3 separate regions of the Zea mays genome follow, and regions 1 and 2 are each linked to region 3. The links are chromatin contacts, called in public Hi-C maps. All regions are on one chromosome and are shown on one strand. The core of a region is the stretch at or near the end of the contact, and the rest is flanking DNA. Distances in the headings are between cores, read along the strand shown. Region 1 holds the start of LOC100274415 (chalcone synthase). Region 2 holds the start of LOC103654408. Region 3 has its middle 27 kb from the start of LOC103646828.

The links. Hi-C and Micro-C count contacts between places; a contact is called where the count stands out from the background.
Region 1: a Hi-C map of ear shows a contact between it and region 3, with 2.8 times the contacts expected there. The contact joins the promoter of LOC100274415 here to the enhancer-like site in region 3. A contact is called at or near these places in 3 of 25 Hi-C or Micro-C datasets (ear, leaf and tassel).
Region 2: a Hi-C map of tassel shows a contact between it and region 3, with 3 times the contacts expected there. The contact joins the promoter of LOC103654408 here to the enhancer-like site in region 3. A contact is called at or near these places in 4 of 25 Hi-C or Micro-C datasets (bundle sheath, ear, leaf and 1 more).

What each region holds. Positions count from the first base shown.
Region 1 is chr4:198,740,427-198,743,945 of Zm-B73-REFERENCE-NAM-5.0, reverse strand. It overlaps LOC100274415 (chalcone synthase), which reads right to left and starts at 1,481. Exons shown (of 2, transcript NM_001148774.1): 1 at 1,066-1,481. The coding sequence starts at 1,255.
Region 2 is chr4:198,810,415-198,814,075 of Zm-B73-REFERENCE-NAM-5.0, reverse strand. It overlaps LOC103654408, which reads right to left and starts at 1,404. Exons shown (of 2, transcript XM_008681244.2): 1 at 1,105-1,404; 2 at 1-987. The coding sequence starts at 1,315.
Region 3 is chr4:198,480,338-198,483,974 of Zm-B73-REFERENCE-NAM-5.0, reverse strand. No RefSeq gene overlaps it. Among protein-coding and RNA genes, the nearest start is that of LOC103646828, 27 kb to the left of the region's middle. Within about 2 kb of position 2,049, at least 15 of the 20 cell types and tissues checked have an H3K27ac peak or open chromatin away from gene starts, as enhancers often do. A contact at or near this core is called in bundle sheath, ear, leaf and 1 more, where this site is marked.

The DNA of each region.
Region 1 (3,519 bases), core at 232-2,731, 260 kb before region 3:
GTCAGTGTGCAACAGTGATGGAAGAACTAGCAGAGGCCGGCGGCAAAAGACGCCTCGACGTGCCATTTGTGTTGCACACCTAACAGCCCGTGACAGGGGCACAAAAGCTGTATTATCTCTTCACTCCCGTGCACAGACGCCTGCTTTACGTCTCGTTCTCACTTCTCTCTCTTTTTTTTTCACCCCAAGAAAATGAAAACGTTTGTGTTAGTTGTTGGTACGGGCACGGCCAGGCGGCGTTGACCACGCACCTTCTTTTTTTTCATGTCTGTACGGTATCGGCCGAGCTAGAATGCGTGCGTGCGTGCGTACGTGTGTGTTACTCGCTCGTTAGCAGCTGGTATATATATATGGACCCTACCCAAAACATATCCTAGCCTAGCCTAGCTAGTGTCCATGCTAAACCTGCGCCCCCAAAAATCATGGAACACGGGGGTTTCATGGTGCACACACAAGTTTTGCTGCTGTTTGTTGTTGTTGTAACGTACGACTGCCTAGGTAGTAGCAATTGTGTAGCAGCAAGCAGCATATACATATCTCAACAACAAGGAGTTTATTGCAGTTATATTCTCTCTCTATCCGGATCGCAACATAGAGTATATATATTCATATGATGGAGAAGTTTTTGGAATCTGTTAAAAATTAAACGAAGAGACGACACGTACGATCGACCGTAGTCTATTAGCTTTCTGTTCTCCCACTGCTAGTAAAAATATTCAGATAAGTAGTAGCTAGATAGTAACTAACCCACGAGTGTTTACCCAGGAGAGACAATAGACTACGTGGGTTAGTAAAAATATTCATGTCTTTGTGCATGGCGCGAGGGGACGGAGAAAATTAATACGTGGAAGCTGCTGCGCACGAGGCAGCAGCTAGCTAGCATCGTCCGTCGTCAGCTAGTAGTCGTCGCCCGAGACCTACCGACGACGTGAAACAATTAAGCAGGTAGCAGGAGACGACGACGACGTGACGTGAGTGTATGTTCTTCAAGCTAGCGAGCGAGCGAGGGATGGAGACGGGGCGAGAGAGAGTGAGCTAGATATATAATCGAGGCCGGGCACTCACACATCCTCTTGAATTTCTCCTTGAGGTCGGTGAGGTGCTCGCTCTTGGTGATCCGGAAGTAGTAGTCCGGGTAGTCGGCCTGGTACACGCAGTTGGCGGGCGTGGCGGTGCCGATCGCCAGCACGGTGGCGGGGCCGGTGGCGCGCTGGGCCTTCCTCACCTCCTCCACGGTCACGGTCGCGCCGGCCATCGTCGTCGTCCTCTCCCCCTCGATCTTTCTCCCTACGTTGTACCAGAGAGACCGATCGAGCTAGGCTCTCGCTGGCAAGACGACGTCTACCACGCGACAGCAGCAGCTAGCTCTCGCTGGCTCCGGCAGGAATTGAAGGAACCAAGCAAGCAAGCACGATCGCCAAAGCGGGCTTGGCTTTCCGGTTCGGAGGAGCTAGCGATCGAGCTGCTGCCTGCTGTGTGTGGGAGCTGTGGTGTGGGAGAGGACGGAAGCCGGTGGGGGCGTTTATATAAGCGCGCGGGCTGGCGACCGGGTTAGGTCAGTTGGACGGGCGGATGGGCCGCCACGTGGGCGGCGACGACGCGCGGGGCGGACGTGCCGGGGATCGAGACCCGCCCACTGGAACGAACGCCGCGCCGGGGTTAGTTGGGTCGCGTGGCCGCGGGCGGGCGGGCGGCAAGCCTGGTGTGGTGTACTAGTAGAGTATGGTATGCTTGCACACCCAGCAGCAGCCAGTCAGAGTCAGCGTCTCCCTCATCAGGCACGCCCACCTGCACTACATGCGGTCGACCGGTCTCGTCGTCGTCCGGTCAGCTACCACGGCCGTGTGTGCCGCACAGAAATTCACGCTCCGTCCGTCGTCGGCGGCCCTGCAGCCTGCCCAAATAATTCAACAATATCGTCGTCTCCGTCGTCCGTGGTAAATTAATAAAAAGACCGGAAAACCGTTACCCGCAACTATACGTAGGACTAGATATATATAGCTAGCTCTAGCGCACACGTATTATATTTTCCTGGATATGTGAAAACAAACACGGTTTGAAAGGTAGGTCATCGATCTATGCCACTTGCATGCACGTCTAAAAGGTATTCCGCTTGACGTAAAACAGTCGATCGATGATTCTTAGGATTGGTCGTTTTTGTAGAATCACACCCCCCCCCCTCTCTCTACATTTTTTTCCTTCTGCGGCAGTGAATGCATTGCATGTGTTTAAATCATGCCTCCATGTGTTTAACTCATGCCTACACAGTAGTACTAGTAGTAGTTTCTACTTACTTTCCTAGAGAATACGTACGACACATTGCTATTGCCTATTGCTACGCATTAACGACGACGCACGAGTGATGTGTTCTCACTAGTTTGTTGAGCTAGCGGCAGATACTTTGTGATAAATAACTTTCACTGTTTCAGATTAATTATTATTTATGACTTCAAAAAAAAATTACAAGTTAATAGATCACGTACAGTGTCACACGACTTAATTGCGCGCTCACACTACATGACTTATATAACTTCGCCAAAATTACAAGTGGCGAGCGCCGTAAATATTTTGTCATTTAAATAATAGCACGTACATGATAAAATGTTACACACCCCAATTTACGATATGACTGTAGACCACCATTTATTATTTATTTCCTTGTGTATCTTCATTTCGAATATCAGGTACATATGAGAGATGTGGGGGCGCAAATTAAATATACGCACTACTGTCGGCATCCATTAAGCTAGTTCCATCTTTATATAGCTTTTATATCTACCACCACAACACGCCATATATCACGTATCGACCATATACAATCGATCTTGTCCTCTCTTTATTTACGGTAATATATAGCCTTCACTAGGTAGAGAAAGGCTCAAAACCTGCAGGACGATATATTTTTACAGCGGATTCGGTCAACTGCTTGTGCTATTTTTAGTGGCGGTTTCATAAGAAAACCGTCTGCAACATGATTTTCTAGTGGCAGATTTATTAAGAAACTGCATGTACAAATAGATTTCTAGTGACGGTTTTATTAAGGAACCGCCACTAGAAATCATTTTTATCCTTAATTTTTTGAGTTTTTCAAATGGCCTCGTATGATGAAACCACCAAAATAAAAGTTGTAGATATCTAAAAGTTATGAAACTTTGTAGTTGACAACATTTTTATTTGAACTTATTTCGGTTCTCAAAAAATTAAATCTAAGTATGTCAAATTTAAAATTCAAATTTTTGTAAACTACCTCGGATGAAAAAAGTGTCAAAATGTAAGTTGTAGAACTTCAAAAGTTATTCAACTTTGTAGTTGACAACTTTTTTATTTGAATTCGTTTACGGTCTCAAACAAGCAATTTACACTCAGTTGGTTGTAATATGTGGACAAAAAAAATACAAACTAAACACAAAGCATGCCATAGATGAAGTGGTAGCGGAGCCTACACGTGAGGGTGAGGTCGGCGGTTCGATTCCTAACAACCACGTTTAATATTTAATATTTAGCGATTTTAATACGCCA
Region 2 (3,661 bases), core at 155-2,654, 330 kb before region 3:
CGGGTCCGACCCCCGACATGACTCCAAACTGGCAGTCCTTTTCCTTGGTGTCTTCCTCACGGCGGCGGCGATGGCGTATCTCGTCGAGAACAAATATGATCGTGGAGCCCATCATGTTGCCGTACTCACTCAGGACGTGCCGGCTGGCCGCAAGCTTCCCGGGCTGCAGACCGAGCGTAGCCTCGTAGCTGTCCAAGATCGCACGGCCGCCTGGGTGCACCGCCCAGAAGAAGCCGTTCCAGCGACCGCCACCGTCGCTTTCGTTCACGAGGCCTAGCGGCGCCAGCGAGCCAGCTAGACACTGCTCTAAGCTGCCGCCGACAAGCCTCGGCACCTCGGCGGACAGGCGGCCGTCGACGAGGCCGTTCTCTCTGAGACTTAGCACCACCGCCTCGTCTGTGCCGGGCAACGTCGTCTGCGAGGCGGACACCATGTGGAAGATGGGCCGCTCTATCTCCATGGCCATGGGGCGGCTTGTCGGGTCCGCGCCGACGATGATTGCGCCGGCGCCGTCGCCGAACAGCGTCATGGGGACAACCTTGTCCAGGCGGGCGTCGTCGTCCGGGGCGCCGAACATCAGGATCTTGGCCTGCGCGCAGGCCACGAGCACGCGCGCGCCGCGGTTGTTCTCGGCGACGTCCTTGGCGACGCGGAGCGCCACGAGGCCAGCGGAGCAGCCGTGGAGGTAGAGCAGCGTGCGGCGCACGGTCGGGCGGAGGCCTAGCAGCGCCGCGAGGAGCTGGTCGACGCCAGGCTCGTTGGCGCCGGCGTTGGTGGCCACGACGAGGTGCGTGATGTCGGCCGCCGGGCGGCCCCAGTCTGCGATAGCCCTTGACGCTGCCTCCGCGGCGAGCTTGGGCGCGGCGTCGGCGATGACGCTGAGCCTCGTCGTGAGCGACGGCAGGTCGCGGACGATCAGCTCCGGGTGGTCGCCGATGATCTCCTCGGTGTGGTAGAAGTAGCGTTTCGTGATGCCTGACCTGTCACCTGCGTGGAGTGGAATACTCTGTGATTAAAGCAGACTGGTCTTCCATGGCATGTCGCGGACGTCTTTCCGTGGCATGCATGTTTGCGTTGATTAAAGCAGAAGCAAAATATTCTCACAAATCTTCTTCGTCTTGGCCTTGAGCTCCGCGAGGTGCTCGCTCTTGGTTACGTCCAAGTACCAGTCGGCGAACTGGTCTTGTGGTACGCAGTTCTTCGGGTTCGCCGTGCCGATGCCAAGGATAGCCGCGGGGCCATCGGCTCGCAGTCGGTGACGGATGCCATGCAGTACGGTGGCCGAATTGGCACAGCTTCTTGTGGTTGTGGCCATGGCTTTTTTCCTGATCTAAAGCACCTCTGCTTTGCTTGTCATTTACGCATGCAGTCGACGCTTGTATAATGTCGTATCCATTCACGCGAAAATAATGCAGATGCTAGCAACGGCCAACAGCCAACACCCAACAGCTTATATGGCAATACCTCCAACCGAAAAGGAATTTCCACGGCTACAAATTACACGATGTTCGGTTATTTCTATTCAACATCGATTGGATAGAATTAGAAAAAATTATGAAGAACTTTGATTTTCTATGGATTCAAACTCATCTAGTCTCGTACAATTCATATGGATTAAGAGCAAAACAAACAAGCTCCGGCTGATGGACATATAACATATATTGGTCCTACAATTATATATAGTCCGATGCTTTCTCAACATTCAAAATCATGTTAGTCCTCATAATTTTCGTTTAGACTCTCAATTTTATCGTACACCAATCAAAGTGGTCATGAACTTTAACCAGTGTACTTTGGCCTCAAATTCTTCTGCGAACTACAAAACTGCATTTTAATCCCTTTCTTCTTGGTTCAGTTTCTTCCCTACTCCTTAGGCTTAGTTTGGATACTCTAGTAATGAGTGGGATTAGAGTGGATTGACATGTATTGAGCGGGTATTTGATCTATTGGGGATTTATACCCTCTTCAATCCCTCCAAAACACTCTAATCCCAAAGTATCCAAACTAGGCCTTACGTGGAATAACCTCCCGGCCCTGCCATTCGTTCATCGTTAGATACTGGCGTTATCTCTCTGGCTATTGAATCAAATATCACACTTCTGATATTTATATCAATATTTTAGAATGAATATTAAATATATCGAATATCAAATTATGAGAATGTTAGGATCTGACATCTTACTGTTCAATTGTAACTTTTTATTTCAGTAGCTAAATATTATTTTAGCATATGGTCAAAAACATATCACTGTTATCACAACCAGTACCGAGGATGTACGGTAGTTAATAAATTTAAAAGGTAAGTCACCAGACCGAGAACTGAATGTAAAGGCACAGGCGACTCGAGAATTTAGATAGGTTCAAACTCTCAATGCGAGATAATACCACATGTACTCATTATGGGGGTGTCTATTTCCTATGCAATGTGATTAAATGATCTACCTTTTTGTAGTATTCTCGCCGTCATTTTATAGTCAAAAGGAGGGTAGGGGACATGGGAATATCTAGACCGATCATAAGGATAACGATCATGCTAGCCGAGTCTATCCCGAATTATTGGGCAGCATATCTCTATAAAAAAAACTCGATCGCTAAGAAAAAGACCGCCATCTCGGTATAATGTCTGGGGCCGCGACACTCAAGGCACACACAACCCATTGATGGCTAAGTGTCCGAAATATGGTCTCGACCTAGAAAATCTCCAAACCTTGGCCCCATCACCAGTGGGCCGTCACCGGCCACTCTGTAACGCCCTAGCCGGAGGGTGGCGTGCAGTACTTAACCCGTGAATGAGGTATCCAATAAAAGATCATAAATGAAATATCCAGTAAAAACATCTTTAAGTCCATTTAATTTAGTTCCATAGATTAATCATGTGAGGATCTGAGGCTCTCTTAATCGTGAGCACAAATGATATATCAGTTTTACACCCTGCAGATGTTCTACATCTTTACCCATAGGTCGCATAAAAGTTCAAACAATTTTGCACTCGACCATGTTGTGCTGGCCAAGCACAATACCACACTTCCATTTCCAAGGTGTGATTGCATAGGGATGCTACGAGGCTTTAACAAAGATTCACTAGTAGGAGAAAACCTGCTAAGATTTTGGACGAGGTGATAGAGATCTCCCTCTACTGATGACCTACCATAGAGCAAATCAATCTGAGAACCGATCTAAACTTGAGCAACGACTTCCCTTTTGCCCCTTTTGGATAAGGTTAACTCATAACTAGCTTTCCTAATTAATCAGCTTTCCTTATGGTTGCACTGTTTTTTGGGTTGTTGTTGCTCTAGATTCCCATTAAATATAGTGATCTTGTCCAACAATGATCAAAACAAAATTCACATGAATATAGCCATATTCATCTGAACAAAACAATATCCAAGTTTATAATAAGACAACATTTCATATATATATATATAGTAATATTCATCAAACAAAACAATATTTCATCTTCCATGTGCAACTTTATCCCCCTAAACCAAGTAGAGCACTAGCATGCCAAACCCAATAAAAATAAAAAACAGGTGTAAACAAGGTATAGGAAAAACAAAACTAGGCATCCCTAATAGGTCACATCAGGCTAACCTAAATACACAATGCATATGTAGGAACATAATAGTAAATATTATATTGATTAAAACAGCTACATTAGAAA
Region 3 (3,637 bases), core at 800-3,299:
GACGTCCGACGTCACCTACAACCCGGATGACGGGCCCGAGGCCTACACCAACCCCGCCGTCTACAGCCGCCTCCATGACTACACCGCCATGGCGCAGGAGGTCCATGGCCCAGACTATGATCCGAGCACCGAGCCTATCGACCCCGATGTGCTCATGAGGGTCGGAGGAGGCAAGAGACATGGGCGGTACTGGATTGCCGACGGGGCAATCGACTCGTCCTCCACTCCCACTCTGTCTCAGGTGAGAGCAAGGAGCACGGGCTCGAGCCCAGCCATTCGACCTCGGCACGACAGCTCACATCATCGCATACAGCAACTCGAGGTTAGTGCTTCTATAACTCGTCCTTCCTTTAGTTATATATCTAGTCTTTGAGTTACTATAACGTTGGCTTGTAATATTACAGACCCAACTAGAAGAGATGGAGGCGAGGATAATGGCGGAGCGGGCGGCGGCTGATCAAAGGATGGCGGAGATGTTCCAGTACATGCAGAGCCTTGGCGCCGCACAGGGCATCGCTCCGCCACCTCCATTGTTCCCCCCAGTTGACCCTACTCTCTTCCACACTCCTGTGAGTATCAAAATTGTAGTTAGATGTTTGTAATGCATCTGGTATAACACATGCTATCTCTTCTCTGTGCAGGGCCAATCTGGGGCGGCATCCAACAACCCTCCGGAAGGGTTCAGCCCAACGCAACCCCGACCAAACCGCCCACCTCCATGAGTCATTGTTTTAGACTTCAGAACTTATGTATAATACTTATGTTTCTGTTTGATACTTATGTGAGAGCTTGCGACGTTTGAGACTTATGTTTGTGTTTAATACTTGTGTTGAACACTTATGTTTGTGATGGATATTTATGTTTGTGGTCACGGTTTTATGTTTGTGTTGGCTATTTATGTCTGTGATGATATCTGTGATGTATATATGTGATATATATGTGATATCTTCTGTTTGTGTGGATGGAAAACAAAAAACAAATAAAAAAGGTACATACTGGTGACTTTGCCGAGTGTTACACTCGGCAAAGAGCCTCTTTGCCGAGTGTCTGGGTCATAACACTCGGCAAAGAGCACAGACCTGGGCACCGGCTTAGGTTTTTTGCCGAGTGTTATGTCGCTGGCACTCGGCAAAGAGGTCGTCTTTGCCGAGTGCCACTTGGGACACTCGGCAAAGAGCCTGACATTGGGACCCTCCCTGGCGGGCTCTTTGCCGAGTGTCCCAAATGGCACTCGGCAAAGAAGGCGGCTTTGCCGAGTGCTGCCAGGAGGACACTCGGCAAAGATATCTTCGTTGCCGAGTGTCACCGTTGACACTCGGCAAAGCCGCCGTCTCCGTCAACCGGCGCCGTAACGGTCGCTTTTCTTTGCCGAGTGCTCCCTGACACTCGGCAAAGATCTTTGCCGAGTGACCGAGAAAAAGTACTCGGCAAAGAAGTCTTTGCCGATGCACTGTTTGCCGAGTCTTCTTTGCCGAGTGTTACACTCGGCAAAGCCTTTGCCGAGTGTTTTTAAGGCTTCGCCGAGTGCTTCCGGCACTCGGCGAAGCTATTGATTCCGGTAGTGTACGAACCATTTAGACCGTGATCCATTACCGCCCCGTGACCCCATCCTCAACAATCTATAGTACTTCCATTTCAATCCGCATGATGCCATCCATCCGCGGACTTGTACGTTGCGATGGACTCCGATCCTTCATGCAATAAAGTTTTAATTAATCCTACGAATAGCCCCCCATGCTTATTAAAAGAGGGGAACCGTAGGTTAATTACGTATGCTTTGCATGTTAGTACTAAACAGATTCCGTGTGCTCAGTGTATAGGTGAACATAATGCTTCCCCGATCAAAAGCAAAATGAGTACAAAGAAATTCTGTAGAACTAGAATGGATGAAGAGTTACCAGTAGTAAAAGGAGACGAACGCAGCAGTGTATGAAAAAAAATCCTTACAAACCGAGATCAGAGAATTGGGCATCTTAGATTGGGAGTTTGGCCTGGTCCGCTTTCAGGCAGACAGCCAATAAGGCCTTAGTTGGGCTTACTGAGTACGTTCAAGCCCACCAGTACGAGGAGAAGCCTGCCGTTTTCATGATGTGAAATTTGGCCTCGAGGCGGGCCGCACCGTGGTGTTGTGGTCCTTTCTTATTTTATAGAGTATACATAAAGCATAAAAATGACTCCCCCCCCTACATAAAGCATAAAAATGACTCCCCCCGCCATAAATTGTTCGATTCTTCTATCTATAACTCCAAATGCTTTCCGTTCCAAACAAACTATGGCCATAATATCTGTAGAAACGTCTTATTATTATACTGGAAGCGAGATATTCGCGCACACACACGCCATACAACTAAATAAATTCACCATCATAGTACCTATTAATGTCTATAGTGATTTTACCATTCCCTAGTAAGTGGCATGATTGCATGTTTGGATTGTGTCTTAAACATGATAGCACCACCTATATAATTTTATCAAGTACACCTGCTCCAATATGAACATAATGCGGTACATGGGCTCTATCCACACTCACCCGTTCTTAAGGTGATCATCATATCAGTTGTCTAGGGCCGGGGAAGTATGATATCCGTGTCTATGGACATCGTGGCTCAGGCCACTAGGTTTAATGTCATTGGTAACCAGTGTCGCCTTATGTACTTGATTGTATTTTATGGTACACTTCGCATATGCATGCGTGGCTACAATATCGATGCACAACTGCAGTGTCCTACAACTTAAGACATGTGTCACCACACTTAGCCAGGTCCTGATGATGTACTATCTATGGTGCGGCCTAACACATCCTTCTGTCATGAGTCAGGATTACACTTAGCTACTGTGCCCAAGGGATGGATTTCATCATGCACTTGTTTCCATATTACCCTGAGACACGGGTGTCCCGGGGATTACATATATTAGCGACCATGATTACATATATACTACCTAAATTAAAGACGAGCTATTTCTGACCTTCGCAAGAAATTTTATGATTTGTCTTACTACTAATAATATGTCTTATGAGAATCGAAATAGATACTTCGTTAGAGATCTCAAAGTAGTTCGATACTTAGTGATATCAACCCACGTAAATGACTCATATTTTGAGAGATATCAAGGGGATAAGTGTAAAAACACAAGAGACGTAACTTGGTGAAGAAACGTCTTCTCTAAGCCTACATATTGTTTCACCCATACAACCAACATAAATGAGCCGTATCTTGAGAGACTCTAGTGAATAAAATACAAGGCTTAGATATTTTATGTTGTATATGAAGGGTGTTTTTTAAATGTATCTAGTGTTATGAGAACCGCAACATAATATCTAAGTTGTACATGCCCTTGCAATTTATGGTGTAGCATATATAATGAGCTAGCAAGAACAAGTTAACGAGTGGATGGATTATTATGAACATCTCTTGACGCACTTTTCAATTTCAAGTGAAAATAATGCATCGCCATCCTCATCTGTACGTCTACAGTGGTCAGCATTTCAATTCGCACTAATGCCGCCGTATCGTTCATCTGATGAATTGCCGTGTAATATATATAGACTCCTACACTACACTACACGTGACCTGTTCCTGGATTTCCATAGAAACCTGCAGCTAGCACGTTCAACTTTTGTAAGCAACAGGTTGAA